Linked DNA regions of Mus musculus: region 1 is linked to region 2. The links are chromatin contacts, called in public promoter capture Hi-C maps. All regions are on one chromosome and are shown on one strand. The core of a region is the stretch at or near the end of the contact, and the rest is flanking DNA. Distances in the headings are between cores, read along the strand shown. Region 1 has its middle 23 kb from the start of Rwdd4a. Region 2 has its middle 21 kb from the start of Gm22857.

What was found. Capture Hi-C pulls out chosen DNA fragments and counts their contacts.
Region 1: a promoter capture Hi-C map of adipose tissue shows a contact between it and region 2. The contact joins two enhancer-like sites. A contact is called at or near these places in 1 of 115 datasets of contacts at active chromatin or transcription factors (embryonic stem cells) and 1 of 9 other capture datasets (adipose tissue).

What each region holds. Positions count from the first base shown.
Region 1 is chr8:47,554,851-47,558,376 of GRCm38.p6, reverse strand. No RefSeq gene overlaps it. Among named protein-coding and RNA genes, the nearest start is that of Rwdd4a, 23 kb to the right of the region's middle. Within about 2 kb of position 1,681, at least 6 of the 459 cell types and tissues checked have an H3K27ac peak or open chromatin away from gene starts, as enhancers often do. A contact at or near this core is called in adipose tissue, where this site is marked.
Region 2 is chr8:47,460,085-47,463,519 of GRCm38.p6, reverse strand. No RefSeq gene overlaps it. Among named protein-coding and RNA genes, the nearest start is that of Gm22857, 21 kb to the right of the region's middle. Within about 2 kb of position 1,644, at least 33 of the 459 cell types and tissues checked have an H3K27ac peak or open chromatin away from gene starts, as enhancers often do. A contact at or near this core is called in adipose tissue, where this site is marked.

The DNA of each region.
Region 1 (3,526 bases), core at 432-2,931, 95 kb before region 2:
GGAATGGGAAGGAGATAAGAAGGGACACCGCAGAAAGGTCTCAAAGTAACTTGATGGCTGACTTTCAGACACAGTCCTGGAAGGCCTGAAATTCTTTCTTTACAATAGGGTGGCCTTGAACTCACATAGATCCGCCAGCCTCTGATCCCAGTGCTGAGACTAAAGACACGCCAGACCATGTATGACTTTTACTAAAGCGATATTTTCAAACCTAGACAGGAGAGAGTAAACTGGACACGCAGGGACAACTGAGCAGATGCCACTGGCCAGCCCGTGGCAGGAGCTAGGCTTTTCTTTTAGCAGATGGACAGACATCCCTATATTCCAGACTCCATAGCTTCTCCGTTATCCTGGGGGATTTTAATGAAAACAACTCACATTTGTCAATTTAAAAGTTAATTTTTGAGCTGCCTCTGGAGGGCATTTGTCAAGTGAAATGGAAAACGGATGAAGCATAGACGTCCAGGAAAGGATTCTGAGGACACACGGCAGTTAAGGGATGTGGGGGAGCTGTGTGCATCCACTCCAGGAGTCTCGGGGTGAATCTCACCAGGCAACAGGGGTTAACAGGGTTTAACAGGGATTCATGATGTTTCCTAAGGGAGGCTGGCCACAGGCAACCTTTGGTCTTCTTAAACAACCAACCAAACCAAACAAAACAAAAAACAAAACAACAACAACAACAACAACACACCACAGGCCCTCCAGCTTCACCTTGCAGTGTGAGCAGATTCCTCAGAACTGGAGCTCCGGGTGGTTGTGAGCTGTCTGATGGAGTGTTGGGAAATAATCCCCCATCCTCTGCAAGAGCAGTAAGCATTCCTAATTGCTGAGCCATGCCTTTGCCCCGAAGCCCTTCCTCCAGATGTTTCTGACCTTTAGTATCCATCATATTATTTAAAAAGATTTATTTGTGGGCTGGAGAGATGGCTCAGCGGTTAAGTGCACTGGCTGCTCTCCTAGAGGCCCTGAGTTCAATTCCCAGCAACCACATGGTGGCTCACAACCATCTGTAATGGGATCTGATGCCCTCTTCTGTGTGTCTGAAGAGACAATATACTCACATGTATAAGATAAATAGTCTTTAAAAAAGGATTTGTTTGTTGTGTTTGAGTGTCTGAGTGTACCACATGTATGCAGGTGCCCACGGAGTCCAGAAGGTGGTGACAGAGCCCATGGGACGAGAGTTACAGGCTGCCCTGTGCTGGTGCTGGGAGCCCAACTCTGGTCCTCTGCAAAAGCTGCACATGGTTTTATTCATTGTCCTGCCTCCTCCTCCTCCTCCTCCTCCTCCTCCTCCTCCTCCTCCTCCTTCTCCTGCTCCTCTTGCTCCTCCTCCTCCTCCTGCTACTTCTCCTCCTCCTCTTCCTCCTCTTTTTGGTCACATTGGATTTCACACAGGATGTTTTAAATCTATGTGCTGTGGACACAGCTCAGTGGTAGGGCAAATGTCTAGCATGCATAAGGCCCTAGGCTCAATTTCCAGCAATAATATAATAATAATAATAAGCTTTTATTTTGTCTCTCTCTTTCTCTTGGACATTTTCCTACTTCTCTAAGATAACATTTCTTGTATTAACAAAAGGAGAAAGGACGGCCTAGAGAATGCTGCTTAGAAGTCACAGTCAGAGCCTCAGCAGGCTAAACCCCAACAGCACTCTGGATCACTTCCTAAGTCACAGAGACCTGGACTCACAATTGGAAAAACCAGCAGGGTGGGGCCACTTCCTGACTGTTTCAACTCGGCCCTCCTCAGCCCATTAGAACACTTTATCGTAGAATCTAGATTCATGCAGGAGACTCAGCAAGTGGAACCCGTGGGAAAACAGGACGTATTTTTTGACTTTTGGTCCTCGTCTATTAGAGATGAGAACAAGGAAAAGAATGTGCCTTTACCGGAGATGTCCCCTGGACTCTTCCTATCTGCCATGATCCTCGCTTGAACATTTCGTCATCATGTGTACAAAGCCACTCTTACGCCTGGTGTTAATGGTTTTCCTTACTTGATCATCAGCAATAAAATCCTCAGCGCTCCACAGGCAAATTATGTTTTTACATTTTTGAGTCTTCACAGACCGTGGCTTCTAGATTCTCATTTTCACCTCCGATTCCTAGTAAGTTTGACATCATGACTCGGTACCCAAACCAGCACAGAAACCCAAGCGAGCTCTCACAAAGAAGAAAGCACCCCCACAAAAGTTAGGGGGCATGCTGGTATTCTCTGCTCGGTTCTAGTTCTGTCTCATTAAAAACAAAGTGCTAGCAAAGACCGCCCATTCTTTCTTCATGAATGGACCATAAATTGCAGTTTGAAAAACACTCTGGATTGTGGCAAAACACTGAATTCTGAAACACAGCCTTGCCAGACTGTCATTCCCGCTGCTTTTACTTTGTAGAAATTCTATGCTAAAAAGAAGGGAGTCTGTCAGTAGCAGGAGTTTTAAACTTCCTATTTTTTATTTTTATTTTTCTATTGGTTATTTTATTTATTGACATTTCATTATCCTCCTGCCCAGTTTCGCCTCCACAAACTCCCCTCTCCCCCGGCTTCTATGAGGGTGCCCCACCACCCGCCCACGCACTCCTGCCTCAGCGCCCTAGCATTCCCCTATACTGGGGAATTGAGCCTTCAAAGGACCAAGGATCTCTCCTCCCATTGATGCCCAATAAGGCTATCCTCTGCTACATATGTGGTTGAAGCCATGGGTCCCTCCATGAGTACTCTTTGGTTGGTGGTTTAGTCCCTGAGAGCTTTGGAAAAACTTTCTATTTTTAAACAGGCTCTCTGTTGCCCACACTCACCTCAAATCCTCCACAGTCGTGTGCCCGCCCCGCCCCCCTTCCTCAAACACACAAGGCATGAGCCACCACACACAGTTTATTGTTTTTCTGACTACATCATCCTCTGGAAAGACTGCCATGCTTGCGTATTTGTCTTAAGAAATAAAGTGTAGGGGCTGGTGAGATGGCTCAGTGGTTAAGAATACCAACTGCTCTTCCAGACATCCTGAGTTCAAATCCCAGTAACCACATGGTGGCTCACAACCATCCCTAAGGAAATCTGATGCCCTCTTCTGGAGTGTCTGAAGACAGCTACAGTGTACTTACATTAAATAAATGAATGAATGGATGAATGAATAAAAAAATAAATATTAAAAACAGAAGAAGAAATAAAGTGTAGGTTTGGGCATATCTGTAGTCCCCAGCAGAAATTGGGGCTAGATTTATCTAGTTAATCTGACCTGTTGCGGCCAGTGGAGAAATGCTATGGGATGGATGAAGTTTTAATGCTGAAATCTAAAAGGAAAAAAGAAAAATCTAAACTAGAGGTTTAGCATTACTTTCACTCTACAGGGTGTTGGTCTGGCCTGACTTCTCTTCCCTGCACACTAACTTTAGTGACTGCTTTCCGGTGACAAGTTCTGTATGGGGCATTCCTGCTTGCTGATTTTTAAGTTTCTTGGAATGTATGCAATTCCCTTATTTTAAAATACTTAGGAGTGGAGCTGGAGAGATGGCTCTGCAG
Region 2 (3,435 bases), core at 395-2,894:
GTGAGATTGTGTCTATAGGAATGCCAGAAGCTACGCACGTGTTGTCTCACCAACACGGCTGCCTAAAGCTCACGAGGCCGAGATGCACACACACACACACACACACACACACACACATGCACACACATGCATGCATGTAAAATTTAATAAAGAGAAGTGATAGGTTTGGAAGCGAGGAGAGGGATATCAAAGGAGGGAGGGGAGAGGAAGAGGGAAGTGATGAAATTATATTAAAATCTCAAAAATAATTTTTTAAAAAAAGAAACACAAGGAGTTAGCTGTGCTTCGAGCAGCTCAGAGATGTGCAAATATCTGTCCACCTTTCCCTCCCTCCCTCCCTGGGACCACTCTCTCAATAAAGTGTTAGTGTGCTTGCTTTGACATTGTTTCTGGTTTTCAGACCTGGGATAGGAAAGGCTTATTCCAGAATACCTTGAATTCTTTTCTCCATTTAAAAGCTTGTAAAAATTCTCTCCCTCTTCTCCCCCCTTCCATCCCTTCCTCTCCCCCTCTCTCCCCTCTCTCTCTTTTTAAAATGTGTATTAGTATTTTGCTTGCCTGCATGTCTGTCTCTGCATCACTTGCATCACGGGACCCATGGAAGACAGATATTTGTCTACCAGCTACTATGCGGGTGCTTGTCATCAAACTTGGACCCTCTGGAAGAGCAGCCAGTGTCATCTCTCCAGCCCCCTAAAATGTTCTTATTTATTTTTGTTGTATGAATGTTTTGCCTTCATGTCCCCCACATCTGTGCCTGCTGGGCATGGAAGTCAGAAGACAGCATCAGATTATAGGAGCTGTGAGCTGTCAGGTAGGGGCTGGGAAGAGAACCCAGGTCCTTTGTAAGAGCAACCAGTGCTCTTAACCCCCGAGCAGCCATCTTACCAGGCCCCTTTTGAGAGATTTGGACCTGGACCATTGTTTTCTTATTTTTATTATGTTATTTCTAAAAGCCATGGGTAGGTATAGTAGAAAATTTGGAAAAAGGAAGAAAAAAAACCCCAAAGATAATCAAAACAATTACTAAATGATAAAAACCTCGGGCATGCCAGAAAGTTCTCCTCTTCCTCCTCCTCTTCCTCCTCCTCTTCCTCCTCCTCTTCCTCTTCTTTTTTTAGAGTAAGCACATTTATTTGTATACTATTTCTTTCATGGCTTGTATTCTTTACAAAAGTTGGCTGTTAGTAGTTTGCTGGCTGGTTGTTGTGTTTTTGTTTTGCTGTGCTTCTCAGGTCTGAGGGGCTAGCCTATGCTAAGCAAGGTCTCCACGGCTCAATTATGTCTCCCACCCATGTGTGTTCATTTTCTGCCGTCTTTCCACAAAACAGCCAGATGTATTATTTCTAAACCCTCGCAGGCCCACAGTAGGCCATCTGTGGATTTGTACGTGGACCACTTACATGGAAATAAATATCATGTAAGTAAATAAATACGATGGGAATAAAAATAATATTAACACATAAGCAAGAGTCCCCAAGTGTAATCCTGGAAGCCGCTAGAGTTTCTCAGTATCCCCAACATGCTTTTTAAAATGTCTTGGTCTTTGGTAGATTTTTCTGAGCACACGTGACTACTGTTCCTCCTTTCACATTTGGTAGTGCTAATAATAATCTGCCGGGTGTGTTCTGAGAACAATAGGCATGGCAGGAGAGCTGATGAGGCACCGCTATAAATACACACTGGAATAAGAACTGTCAGGAAGCCCTCAGCACTGAGCGATGCTCGGCAGCTGGCAGGAAGACTGCTAAGACAGAGAATGCCCGTGTTGGCTGTGGAAGCAGCATCCAGCATCATCAGCACTTTGGGAGACTAATGTAGTTCCTAGTCCCACAGAGCGGTGGTGAGCCGACCTCGACTTTCCTACTTGTCGGTTGTTTGACCTTTGGGTGTTATTTGAATGCTATACTTTTCCTTATTCCTGGTGCTGAGAATCAGATTCAAGGACTTAAAATAAGAAAGCAGAGCTCTCCTTCTGGCATTGCTGGCCTGAGAATCAAAGGCCATTCCTGAAAGTGCTGTTTTTAAGGTCTCCACCCTAAGCTGCCTTGCGATTCTTATAGCCTGTCTTCATCACAATGGCTAGTTTTAAACTTCAAGGTTGCTTTATTTTGATTGTATGTGTATGAGAGTTTTACCCTGAATGTATTTACGTGCACCACTACACAAATACAGTGCCCACAGGCATCAGAGGAGGGCATTTGTTCCCCTAGAACTTGATTGTGAACCATTCTGTTGGTCCTAGGAATTCAACCCCCAGGGGTCTTCAGGAAGAGCAACCAGTGTTCTAACTGCTGAGCCATCTTGTCAGTCTGAGGACTAGCTTGGGGTGGCAAAGTCTGTTATCTAAAGTTTTCAGCAACTTTGTTTCGAAAGCTCTTGGTTAACTTTGGTACATAAACTTATCAACCTGAGGCTCTTACCAATCAGTGGCCAGTGGCAGCACCTGTTTTGGGAGGTGCCTCCCCGCCACCCCTTTCACTTTCCATTGCTGTGATAAACACTGTGCGGGACTCAAAATGCAGGGCGGAAAGTGTTTACTTCATCTTCAGCCTGTACACCAATTTGGCGGAGGCGTTTTTCTCAGTTGAGGTATCCCCTTCCCAGAAGACCCTTTGTGACAAGCTGACAAAACAAAACAAAACAAAAACAGACAAAACAAACAAAATGAAACAAAACAAAAGATACCAGAGAGTTTGCTTTGGTTCACTGTTTCAGACAGCTGATTTATCACCATAGTAACAGGCTTTCTGTGCCAAACGCGATCCTTCTCCCCCATTTTCCTCACCCCTTCTGCCTTTCCCCAGCTGCCTTTCTCCCTTCAACACCTCCCCACCCATATTCCCCTCAACAAGCTCTCCCTTCAATTTCATGTTTCTCATAACCCAGTAAGTCCAGTTAGCGCTACCCATATGTGTTTGGGTGTGGGGCCATCTACAGGAGCCTGGAGAATCTACCAGTGGCTACATCCTTAAAAAAGAATGATCCACGCCCCACCCCCACCCCCTCCCCCTGCAACTATCAGCTGCCAGCTGCTCCTCAGTCAGGGGTGAGGCCCAGGGGTCATCGTTCCCTCTCTGCCAGGATTTGGGTTGGCTTCATCTTGTGCAGATGTTGTGCAGGCAACCGTAGTGGCTGTAATAGCAATTTGTATCTTACATAGCTTTCACATGATCCTCTTATGAAGTAGAACAGAAAACAGAGGTCTTCAAGAATCAGATGCTTTGCCCATTCATAGTTGATAAGTGTGAGAAGGTAAAGCTAGAGTTTGAATCATTTCCTAATTCAGATCTAGTGATCTGCATAAAAAATATAAATTCATTCGTAAGAAAATGCTTCCTGATGGCTCAGAGGTTAAGAGCACCCACTGCTCTTCCAGAGGTCCGGAGTTCAATTCCCAGCAACCACATGGTGGCTCACAACCATCTGTAATGG